Linked DNA regions of Mus musculus: regions 2 and 3 are each linked to region 1. Evidence: chromatin contacts called from public ChIA-PET and HiChIP or PLAC-seq data. All regions are on one chromosome and are shown on one strand. Each heading gives the region's core, a stretch centred on a gene start, on an enhancer-like site or on the middle of the called end of the contact. The rest is flanking DNA. Distances are from core to core; before and after follow the strand shown. Region 1 overlaps Sv2c (synaptic vesicle glycoprotein 2c). Region 2 has its middle 25 kb from the start of F2r. Region 3 holds the start of F2r (coagulation factor II (thrombin) receptor).

The links. ChIA-PET counts read pairs in DNA pulled down with a chosen protein or histone mark. HiChIP or PLAC-seq counts read pairs in DNA pulled down with a chosen protein or histone mark.
Region 2: a contact with region 1 is called in an H3K27ac HiChIP or PLAC-seq map of thymic regulatory T cells, with 5 times the contacts expected there. The contact joins two enhancer-like sites. A contact is called at or near these places in 1 of 484 Hi-C or Micro-C datasets (Th2 cells) and 8 of 115 datasets of contacts at active chromatin or transcription factors (T-cell acute lymphoblastic leukemia, bone marrow-derived dendritic cells, bone marrow-derived macrophages and 5 more).
Region 3: a contact with region 1 is called in an RNA polymerase II ChIA-PET map of memory CD8 T cells, with 404 read pairs. The contact joins the promoter of F2r here to the enhancer-like site in region 1. A contact is called at or near these places in 3 of 39 promoter capture datasets (liver, neural stem cells and pre-B cells), 3 of 484 Hi-C or Micro-C datasets (CD4 T cells, CD8 T cells and Th2 cells), 10 of 115 datasets of contacts at active chromatin or transcription factors (T-cell acute lymphoblastic leukemia, bone marrow-derived macrophages, embryonic forebrain and 7 more) and 1 of 9 other capture datasets (liver).

Annotation. Positions count from the first base shown.
Region 1 is chr13:95,958,651-95,962,548 of GRCm38.p6, reverse strand. Sv2c (synaptic vesicle glycoprotein 2c) reads left to right here. Exons shown (of 13, transcript NM_029210.1): 13 at 1,086-3,106. The coding sequence ends at 1,269. Among named protein-coding and RNA genes, the nearest start is that of Gm24032, 63 kb to the right of the region's middle. Within about 2 kb of position 1,893, at least 124 of the 459 cell types and tissues checked have an H3K27ac peak or open chromatin away from gene starts, as enhancers often do. A contact at or near this core is called in CD8 T cells, Th2 cells, liver and 3 more, where this site is marked.
Region 2 is chr13:95,591,736-95,595,633 of GRCm38.p6, reverse strand. No RefSeq gene overlaps it. Among named protein-coding and RNA genes, the nearest start is that of F2r, 25 kb to the left of the region's middle. Within about 2 kb of position 2,238, at least 50 of the 459 cell types and tissues checked have an H3K27ac peak or open chromatin away from gene starts, as enhancers often do. A contact at or near this core is called in Th2 cells and thymic regulatory T cells, where this site is marked.
Region 3 is chr13:95,616,278-95,620,175 of GRCm38.p6, reverse strand. F2r (coagulation factor II (thrombin) receptor) reads left to right here and starts at 1,710. Exons shown (of 2, transcript NM_010169.4): 1 at 1,710-1,889. The coding sequence starts at 1,802.

The DNA of each region.
Region 1 (3,898 bases), core at 644-3,143:
GTCTCTGATCTCCACATACACACTAGATGAATAAATGAGTATAAAAATAAAATCTAGGAATATTCATTTAGATAACTAATAAGAGGAAAATGAAAATAAAATAATCCTAAAGAAACCCATTGCCAAATCACTATCAATAGGGTAAAGCATTGGAAGGGACCTGGGTGGGTCCGGGTGTGCTGTTAAGAGATCACCCTGTGCAACAAACCTAAAGCAAGAGGTTTGGGGGTGGGGTAGCAAAAACAGTCTCAGAGTGGGGACATGAGACAGACAGACTGAGAGACAGTTAAAACGAGAGGGACAAAATGAGAGAGAGAAAGAGAGAGAGAGGGAGAGAGAGAGAGAACACACACACACCGTGATGTTGACAGATGCCCTTTAAAGGGTCTGTGTTGCATAGCAACTCTTAGCGGTGGTGGGAACTCTTAGCTATGGTCGAAATGCACAGCACTGGATGCTGACGTAAGTAAACTACAGGTGCTGAGTCGCTGAGAAGCAGGCTGATAGTGTCTGACAGACGGCAGTTGTATTTTATACTGGAACAAAATTTGAATTTCCTTATTTCCTCTATTTAAGAGGTGTCACCAAGATTCTGGACACTTATAAAACAAATAACAAGTCACTTTTGTAAAGACTTGAGAGCCTGCTAGATCGCCCAGTCCCACTCCCTGGACAGAGGAGGTGGCCCAGCTTCTCCCAAGCTAAGCAGAGGCTAGCTGACTCCTACGGAAAGAGGCTTTAAGCCTGCTTTTATCCTGAGAGGACTTACACGGAGTGAAATTAACTTTTACTTAGTAGAACCATCCTTCCAACACATTGGACCAAGAAAGAGCTTTTTTTTCTTCTTCTGTACCAAAATAAGAGTCAGTAGAGTCGTACGTACGTCATCAGGAGACCGGCCGCAGCAGTGACAGCTGGCTTCTCTGCCTCCGCGTTTGCTAACAAGCATTTTAATTATCTGCTTCACTAACATACGGCACAAACCACGTAAAGACCATCAGGGTGACTGCGCAGAACGTGTAAGTTTAAAGCTGGACTCCCGAGCATCATTTTCTAAACCTTGACTGTGTTTCTGTCCCTTGCAGAGCAACGGGCTTCGGCTTCTTGAACGCCCTCTGTAAAGCGGCGGCCGTCCTGGGAAACTTAATCTTCGGCTCCTTGGTCAGCATCACCAAAGCCATCCCCATCCTGCTGGCTTCCACTGTGCTCGTGTGTGGAGGACTCGTGGGGCTGCGCCTGCCCGACACACGAACCCAGGTTCTGATGTGACGTGACAAAAGCCATTCCCTTCCTCCCACCGTGGGTCGGTCGTATTGCCTGACTCAAAGCTTCAGAGTTTTAATGTATAGAAAGGTGGCCAAGTATCAGAACACAAACTTTTGCTGTGATGTAACGTGTAGCTGCGTATTGTCTTACCCCGCCAGTGTGATTTGCAGGGTTTCCCGCCCCCCCTCCCCCCGTGCACTGTTAGCTTTTCCTAACTGTGATGTTCCTGCTTCTCAGTGCCCAGTGGAAGTGTTCCTAAAATGTCTCAGTTGACCAGGCTTCCCCAAGGACTACATTCACCAAGAATCTAAAAAGTCTGTGCTGGTGTAAGAAATAGACCCTGCTGGCGACGCTCTACTAACAGGAAGTTTAAATTGGCATAATTTTGTGCTGAGGAAAGGGATTTCTTTTTCTTCTTTTTTCTTTCTCTCTTTCTTTCTCTCTCTTTCTTTCTTTCTTTCTTTCTTTCTTTCTTTCTTTCTTTCTTTCTTTCTTTCTTTCTTTCTTTCTTTCTTTCTTTCTTTCTTTCTTTCTTTCTTTCTTTCTTTTTCTCATACCGAGTGATACTTCCTGTTTTCTTAGAAAAAAGACAGCCTGCCAGCCACTCTAGCTGTTACAGCAGGGGGTTTCAAGACAATTGTGTGACACCAAGCACTTCTGGGCGGGGCTCTTTTGGGCAGGATGATTAGGGTGGTTTTGTTAACAAGAAAAGTTTAAAGTCTATCCCCACTTGGCAACGAAACCCTACCTGAGCAGCACAAGGCAGATTTTTAGATAGAAATTGGAATTCACAACCAAAGCCATTTGGGAAACACAGACGGGAGCCTCTCTTGTACGGTCCCTTGCGGGTCAACACCACCCACCCTCCTTTGATCAACTGTCCACTGTTACATTTTTAGCCCAAATCTCCACATCAGGTCATGTCCCTCCAGTGTCCCCAGGCTGTGGGCTCCTAGCCTTGTCTCTGGACAGTTTTTGAGCCTGCCTGCTCTCCCCAGCAACCCTCCGGCAGGCAGGACAGCATTTCCTGGTGGGTGAATATCTGTTTTACCTCTGGAATCTTCCTGAGCATGGAAGGAGGGAGGGGTCAGCAGGACGTTCCCACGGGCCAGCTGTCAGCTAAAGGACCTTCGAGTCTCTTGCCCGGTGCCCCTCCCCCAGGCCCATCCTTTTACGCGTCTTTGAAATCTGAAGCCTCCTTGTAGATTTGCAGCCTGTGATAGCAACCATCGTAAGGCCTGTGTTTAAACAGCATTCTTTGTTTAACTGCCTCTGTCTTGTTGGAGGGGGAATCCTCTTTGCTTATTTTACGCTTTTCTTGCATGACCACAGCCCCGGGCCTTCCAGAAAAAAGGAAACTTCTGTTCCCAAGAATCTGTTCAGAGATGGCCCTGCTCCCTGGAGTCCCCTCTGCCTTGCCTCCCTTCCCCTCACATGTTCCCTGATCCCTCCTGGAGCTGAAATTCTGTGAAAAGCTCTTTGATTAACATAAACCATTAATCCACTGCCCCCATTAAGTAATGCAGGCGTGGTGGAGGGGGCAGCCTTGAGTTAAGATGGGAAGCTGCAGAGAGAAAGTGGTTCCCTGCAGATAACCTGAGTACTCAGAGCCTGGACATCCAGGCTATGAGAGCCAGAGCTGCAGAGCTGACCAGGGAATCTTCGAAGCATCATTGATTGATTTGAAAGACACCAATGAGGCAGGGCCAGAACAGAACTCGCTTCTGTTTCTCATCCCTGGGAAACAAATCTGTGTTTCAAAAACCTAAGGAGTATCTATTTTTTTTTCCATGCAGGCTCATTTCTCTCTCCTATTTGCACCATGGTTGTTTTCTTTTTGAAAAAAACATGTTTGAGGCCCAGAGCAGACCTTTTGGTTGAATGTGGCATGCAACAAAATTGCTGCAAAAGTAAGATATGAATCCCTATCTTCCCATTCAAAACAAACAAACAAACAAACAAACAAGCAAACAAACCATACAAATCAAAGGCATTGCTTTCTCTACTCTGGCCTGCTGTGGTAGTGATCTTACTGGATAGTCTTTACTCTCAAATTGTCTCTGCTCCCTGATTTAGCTACAAGTACATTCCAAACTGCAAGACACAGTCATTCAGAATTTTATCTGGACACTGGGTTGGGCCAGCATGGGATGACCCAACAGAACCCTTCTTTATAAGACCATCTGTCCCCTTCAGAAAAACCATTTCTGTCAACTACCCCAAGCTTCCCAGGTGGCCCAAGAGGGATCTCTTCTATAACCTCCTGGACAATCAGTGGTCACAAGCCTTCTTGGTTGCCGTCTTGCCCACTCCCCACACATTTCCCTCAGCCTCTTCACTGTGTGTAACCTTTCCTTTCCACGACAGGGTTCTTGTTGCTTCTCAAATACATGCTGTGGCTTGTTCAGGTATAATTAGAGGTTAAGATCCAACCATGAGATTCGACAGAAGCCCCAGTTATGAGTGTCATGGGCCTTGACACCAGGGTAGACATCTGCTATCCCGTGTCATTCACATACAGGACAAGGAAATTGAAAGCTGTTTCAGAAGTGACACAGCTCCATCTGTACCTGCATTTTGAACTCCTTTTCTAACTAAAATCCCCACCGTTACTCTTCAGAATCAGCCCAGG
Region 2 (3,898 bases), core at 989-3,488, 370 kb after region 1:
GCTACTAGGAACATTAGTGTCATACTCTCTCCCCACAGTCAGCCAGAACCTAACCATGACTAAGGCTTCAGGCTTACGTCACAAAGCAACTTGCTTATCTTCTGGAACTCTTCATTCATCAAACAGCAAACATCGTTCACCCAAAACACCAGACTTTGAAAACTACAGAAATTATTTAGTCCTTTTACTGAAAATGAATTTATCCAAATAAGTCCTCATTTGAGAAAATTGGTAAACCCCTCTTCAAGGCCATTTCTTAATTTTATTTTACTCTTATTGTGTGTGTGTGTGTGTGTGTCTCTGTGTGTGTGTGTGTGTGTATGTGTGTCTGTGTGTGTATGTGTATGTGTGTGTATGTGTGTGTCTGTGTGTGTGTCTGTGTATGTGTGTCTGTGTATGTGTGTGTATGTATGTGTGTCTGTGTGTGTGTCTGTGTATGTGTGTGTATGTGTATGTATGTGTGTGTCTGTGTGTGTATGTGTGTATGTGTGTATGTCTGTGTGTGTATGTGTGTGTATGTGTGTATGAATGTGTATGTATGTGTGTGTCTGTGTGTGTATGTGTGTGTGTGTATATGTGTGTGAATGTGTGTATATCTGTGTGTATATGTGTATGTGTGTATGTATGTGTGTATGTGTATATATGTATGTGTATGTGTGTATGTATGTGTGTATGTGTGTATGTATGTGTATGTATGTGTGTGTATGTGTGTGTCTGTGTGTGTGTCTGTGTATGTATGTGTGTGTATGTGTGTATGTCTGTGTGTGTATGTTTGTGTGTGTATGTATGTGTGTGTCTGTGTGTGTATGTGTGTGTCTGTGTGTGTATATGTGTATGTGTATATGTGTATATATATATATGTGTGTGTGTGTGTGTATGTGTGTGTGTGTGTGTTTGCACCATAAGCATGAAGGTACTAATGGAGACCAGAAAAGGGCATCAGAATCCCTGGCACTGGCATCACAGGCAGTGATTAACCACACGAAGTGAGAACAAAGAACCAAACCCAGGTCTCCTAAAAGAGTAGCATGTGCTCTTGACAACTGAGTCATCTCTTCAGCTCTGCCACCATAGGCCCTTTTATTTTTATATTGTATCTTTGAGTCCTAAAACTCCTTTAGAGACAAAGGTACTGGGTATAGCAACCATACTACAGCCCAGAATAGGACAGGCACTTGTTGCTAAGGTTCCAGGAAAGTCAGACAAATGGCCCTGCTGTTGTATCGGGACCATGAGCTGAGTTAGGACAGCCACAGGATGATGAGGGAAGAGGGATCTGCATGTCTCCCATCCTCAAGCAGACTACCCCCCCACACACACACACACCCACCCACCCACACAGAGAGATGGCAAAGGCACCAAGCATAAGAGTAGGGCTAGGAATGTGGCTCAGTTGATAAAATGCTTTTCTGGCAAGCACTCAGGCATGAGTTCCATTCCTAGAACCCATCTTTTTAAAACAACACAAGGTGTAGTGGTGTATGCTAGTTTTCCCGGTGCTGAGGAAGCTGAGGTCAGTAAGCTCAGTGGGGAGAGCCTGGCCTACTTGGTAAGGTTCAGGCCAAGGAAATCCTATCTTAACAAGGTAGGAGCCATGAGGTGGTCAGAGGATCAAGGTATTTGCTGCCAAGTCTGATACTCTGAGTGTGGTCAGTCCTTGGGGTCCACATGATGAAGGGAAAGAATAGAGCTCTCTCTGACCTCCACATCTGTGCCATGGTATACATAGACACACACCTACATACATATCCCTACCCAAACACACACACATACATTCTCCTGCTGCACATACACCTCTACACAAACACAGAGACACACCGACATATATACACACCTATACACATATCTCTACACAAATACACACACCTTCATACACACCCCTACACAAACACACACACATGATATACCCTTATCCAAATACACATACCTACAAATATACCCCTACTCTACACATATACCACCTATACAAATATACACACACCTATACACACACACACACACACACACACAAATAAGAGGACACAACTTGGGTGGGCACACCATTAAAAATAACTTCCTTACCACAGTCATATTCAATTGGTCAATCTAGACACAGGTCACCCAAGGCCACCTAGAGTCAAGGAGACATAAAACTGGACAAGGTCTCTTCAGGGAAAGGATTTCAAAGCCACTAGACCAAGCCATAGGAAGGGATGAAGACTTGAACCCATTGTTGCAATGTTCTTACAGAATGACTGAAAACTCATCTTAGTAACACCAATGTTTAGCTTACCATCCACTGTTGCTAAAACACAGTCCAGTGTCTAAGATTTTTCAGTTATTTTAATATGTTTTTTAAAAAACAACAAAAGAATTGTAAAGTATCCAAAAGAATTGAGACCCAGACTCAAAGTAGACAGCACACGCCTCCGGAGGATCGGGGAAAGATAAGACCTCGAAACAGTGCCAATTTGTATAACAGGAAATGCAACGCTGCAAGCCTGTTGTGGTTTGCTCTGTTCTGTTTTGCGGTTTTGTCAAAGCTGGAAATCACTGAACCCAGGGCTTTGCACTCGCCAGGCAAGTGCTGTACCACAGAGCTCCATCACCAGCCCGAGTGTGGCAGTCTAGTGGAAGACTCAAATAGGTCACTTCCTCCAGCAGAGGTTCATCGGAAAATGACCAGTCATGGGAAAAAATGGTGTGATGGAGAAGTTTCCACCCTGCAGTGCCAGCATAGCCTGGGGGACCGCTGTTAGTGGTCTGGTTCCAATCACAACCTCTGACTTTTTAAAGTCATAATAATCATGCTCTCAGTGTGACCTTGGAAGAAGGCTGGCAAAGGCAAATGTCATGAGCTGTGTTCGTCTCTGTTTCCGATTTAACTCAATTTCAGTTGCTATTGTGCTTCTTTTGATACGTAAGCTTTGCTTCCTAAAATGGCCCTGTCTCAGATGCTATCTGTAGCCTCATCCTCCTATTTTTTTTTTTTTGAATAACCTTTTTGCAAGAATTCCCATACGGAATCATGTAGGCATATCTTATTTCTTGACACGGGCATATTCAGTCCCACTCGTTGGAAAGGAATCATTGGAAGGGTGGAGCATTTCTCTCTGATAGGAATGAGAGATAGGCAGGGCGGCGATGGTGGCGCATGCCTTTAATCCCAGCACTTGGGAGGTAGAAGAAGGCAGATTTCTGAGTTCGAGGCCAGCCTGGTCTACAGAGTGAGTTCCAGGACAGCCAGAGCTACACAGAGAAACCCTGTCTCAAAACAAACAAACAAACCAACCAACAAAAAGGAATGAGAGGTAGAACTTGGTAGGGCTCAGAGAGTAGGCCATAGGTCCACGAACTACATTTGTATTTAAGAGTCAAATTACAGGGATGATGGGATGGTCCAGTGTGTAGATGCTCTTGCCACCAAGCCTGATGACGTAAGTTCTCTCCTCCGGTGAAAGGAGAAGCTGACCCCCTACGGTTGTGTTCTCACCTCCACACATGTGCCATGGCATGTGTGATACATACGTTACATAAATAAGTACATATTCTTTTAAAGAGCCTGGATGTATAGGCTTAAAGTGAGCTTGGTTTGTGCACTAGCTCTTGATGGGGAGAGCTTTGCCCTGTCATTGCCCTATTCAATGGGCAGGTATGAATGGGTGCACAGTGCCTTTCAGGCCCTACTTTTCCTCCCAACCTTTCTCACCCGCTCCTCAGTCACCAAGTATATCTGCTTCTGAGAGCCCAAAGCAAGTGTTCTTCCAGGTACACGGGAGGGGCCCCCAGGAAGGTGTCTGAGTTAGAGACTGTAGGCAGGATGTTGGGTGATGGAGGACTAACCTTGCACATGGGAGGAAGATCGGCATTCCAGAGCTTCAGATCACAAAGTGCTCCTGGAAAGCAGAGTAGGAGATAA
Region 3 (3,898 bases), core at 461-2,960, 340 kb after region 1:
GTGAGCCAACCATGTGGTTGCTGGGATTTGAACTCAGGACCCTTGGAAGGGCAGTCAGTGCCCTTAACCACTGAGCCATCTCGCCAGCCCTGATTCTAGTGTCTTTACAATCAACTGAAGCATCTCTTACAAGCGTATTCCTTGGGTTAATTGCAGCAATTTTCTTTTTCTTGCCTGTGGTCCATAAAAGCGATGAACCTAAAACCCCCACAGCATTTCAGAGAGGTGAGAAAACGATACCATGTTATTATTGTGTGCAGACATGTGCTAATTGTCCCCACTTACCCTAAAATATGCTTTCTCAAAAGATTCCAGTGGGAAGGATTTTACATGGCATTGTCTAGCTGGGTGATTGCACAACTGACAGAGCAACTTAGGAAGATTGTGAGGCAGCTCTGAGGGTAAGGGGAGGAGATGGCCTCTGATCTTGTTTTCTGCATTGATCCAAATGTTGGGATTCCGCATTTTCTTAATTAGTGATTGATGGGGAAAGGTCCAGCCCATTGTAGGTGGTACTATCCCTGGGCTAATGGTCCTGAGCTCTGTAAGAAAGCAGGCTGAGCAAGCGTGAACAGCAAGCCAGTAAGCGGCACCCCTCCATGGCCTCTGCTTCAGCTCCTGCCTCCAGGGTCCTGCCTTGTTTTGAGTTCCTGTCCTGACTTCCTTTACCGATGAACACTTATATGGAAATATAATCCAAATAAACCCTTTCCTCTCCAACCTGCCTTTTTGTCGTGGTGTTTCATGGCAGCAATAGAAACCCTAAGACAATCACAGCACTTCAGAGCGCTAAGCTGTGAGCTGGCTCTTTCAGAAACTGGGTAGAGGACCAGGATTAATTTCCGGGGTGTCTTCCTCACTAGACTCTTTCTAAACAAAATAAGCTGGGGCTCCCTCTCGCTAGGCCTCAGCCATGACCCCCCCCCTTCTTTTGATATCTAACGCTGAAATGTAGTCAAGCACAAACCATAAGGACCTGGGAAGGACCCTTTAAAATTCCTCAGTGCTACCCCTCCTCTTCCCACCCAACATCTTTCTGGTGAGAAAGCCCTGGGCGTTGGGGCCTGTGGCTGAGGCTCTGGCTTGGGTCACCAGGGGAGGCAGAGTTCGGTAAGCAAGAGCTTGGTGAATCAGCGCCTGGATACCTGGTCCACTTCCACTCGTGTGTGGAAGATCAAAGGCTCAACGTGATCCATCTAAGCTCGCAAAATAAAAGAATTTCGAGAAATGTCAAGCACTCTGTCCACATATCTGGGGACACCCTTGTCACTGCAGGGGGGCGGGGGGGACGGGGGGACGGGGGACGGGGGACGGGGACGGACGGACAGAAGTCAGTAGCCAACTTTTAGCTAAACTCCAAACTTGTGTGCAGCCAGACGCCGGGGAGGAGAAGAGACTTGGAGCACCACCACGGGACTGTCCCCGTCTAGCTTCGCTTCCCTTGCTCCACGTCCCAGGAGAGTCATTGAAGCGGCCGCAGGCGCTCTCCGAAGACCCCGAGGGGCTGAGTCACTCCCAGGCTTGCAGCTCAACCACACCGGGTGGGACAAGGGGAGACTGGGGAGGAGCGAGCATCTGGTGCGGTCTGCCGCTTGGGTTCCGGAGCGAGGGGCTGCGGGCACGAGCGGAGACTGCGGGCACGCGCACAGCCCGCGGAGCCCCGCCCCACGCCCCTGAACCGCCTCCAAATACTCACCCAGGGGCCGCGCAGTCGCCTCTAGTCACCCGCAGGCTCCGACCGAGCTACTCAGAAAGAAGTAGGCGACGGCGGGCGCCGGGCCGCGCGGGCAGCCTTGGGACAATGGGGCCCCGGCGCTTGCTGATCGTCGCCCTCGGCCTCAGCCTGTGCGGTCCCTTGCTGTCTTCCCGCGTCCCTATGAGCCAGCCAGGTAAGAGCTGCGGGTGGGTGAGCATGGGGGAAGCTATCAGAAGTTTTAGGTTGCGCCAGCTCCGTGAGGGGGTGCTCCTGGCTGCAACCCTGCCTCAGTTTCCCCCAGGAGCCAAACAGTCATTTGGGCCGAGATCTAGAGGTTCCCCTAGTCACATCCATGTGGGGCGCACCATATCCTCCCCACTCCCCGCACGGCCGATGCTCTTTTGGACTCGGTTTTGGAGGGTGCAGTCCGCGGGCCACCGGGTGTTGGATCCGGAGAGGGGCCCGAGGGTCCGCGGAACGGTCTCCACAGTCGCTTTAATTGTCATTGTGTGGCCTGTTTTACAAGACCACCTTCAGAAAGAAAGGGTCTTGTGATTCTGGGCTTTCGGTGTGCAGTGGAACCACTCTCCTCAAGTTTTTGCTTTGATGGAAACTCGTTTTCTCGTTTGATTTACAAGGAGGGAAAAGCGATGTGAAAGAAAAAATTCACAGTCACACAATAAAGACCGGACAGCCCCCAGCTTGGCCTGGTACCCAGGAGGTGATGAAGGTTTCTGGTTGCAGGGAGTGGAGTAGGTCTTTGTTATCGGAAACCTGTTTCTCTGCATGGAGAAAAGGGACCCCTCTTCAGAATCAGGCGCACCTAGAAATTATCTAGTCTTAGTTTTTTTCAATGGAATTTCTCATCTGCCGCAAGGACATTCGTTACTTACAGTGTATTTTTAAATATCTGCCAGTTTGACCAAATAAATTAGTTTGGTCGACTTATTTCGTCAAATATTTTCTCTTTTCTCCAAAGCAGAGGCGTAGCCTGTAAAGTTCCCAATTGTTTCGACTTTCTTAGTAGGGACACCTTTAGCCGTTCCTTTCACGCTGAAGAAAATCTAGTGGGTTTTCTTCAGTTTTTGTTATCTCTGAAAGAATGTGCACTTCGGTGCTCCCACATGTAAGGATTAGGAGGTGACAAAGAGTGGGGTGTTTCCTGTTGTCTGTCTTTCTTCAGTGTGAGCTTGAGTGGTGCTCATGGGAAAACTCAGAGCCCCACAGAGGGCCCCCACGCCGAGCAGCAGCTAACCAGCCTGCCTGTGTTTGGGTAGCCGACCTTAGACCTTAATCATCAGCAGCCGTGAGGGGGAGGACGATCCAAAGTGTACATGGAGGTGCGAGCTCACATAACTTTAGGTTACTTCCTCGCTTTTATTTTGGGACAGGCCTTTTAAAATATAGACTATGAGATGTGGCCAGCACAGATCATAGGTATGATAAGGAGACATTTATCCCCTTTCTCTGATTCTAAAAATAAGGCCCAGAGAGATTGAGTGGCCTGCCTTGAGGGGGGGGGGGAGTTATAGGAGTGGTCCCCCTACATTGGGTACAGACAATAAGTGAACTCACAAACTCAGCCAAAAACAAATCTGCTTCTCCTTACCGCTGCATAAAGAGAGAATGGCTGTGGGTAACTGTGGCCAAGTGCCTTGGGATTTCAGAGACGGCCATCCTTATCTCTAGGCCAAGCCCAGTCCCTTGGCAAGAAGCAAGAGGTCCCTGTACAAGACGGGCCCCAGCCTTGCTCTACTTCCCCTGACATATTCCTCACTTCACCCAGTCTCTAATCGCTCCTCAAGAATGTTGCCCGCTCTGGGTTCTTCTCCCATGTCACTCCAGACCAGCCGGCTTTTCTCAACTTCGCATGTCCTCTTAACCGTGAACCGTGAACCGCTACTCTGTAGGAACCTCCCGCCCTAGCTGCTCCTGCCTGGGTCTGTCATGTGAACTTGCTCTTTTTAAAGCCCAGGACTTGCTTCTTTTCCAAAAATCTTCCTCCCATTCACCTTCCTCCCCACCCCGGGCCTCTTCGGTTCCTGCTGCCCTGGTGAACTGGAGCTTAGCTGGGTTCTAAGCAAAAGGACCGCAAAATAATGGGGTTCACCAGAAACCTGGGTGTCTGATGTTGCTACTCTCTTCGTTTGGAGCTCACATCTCTTTTGTTCCTTAGTAACTCTCTTTTATTCAGTTTTTTAC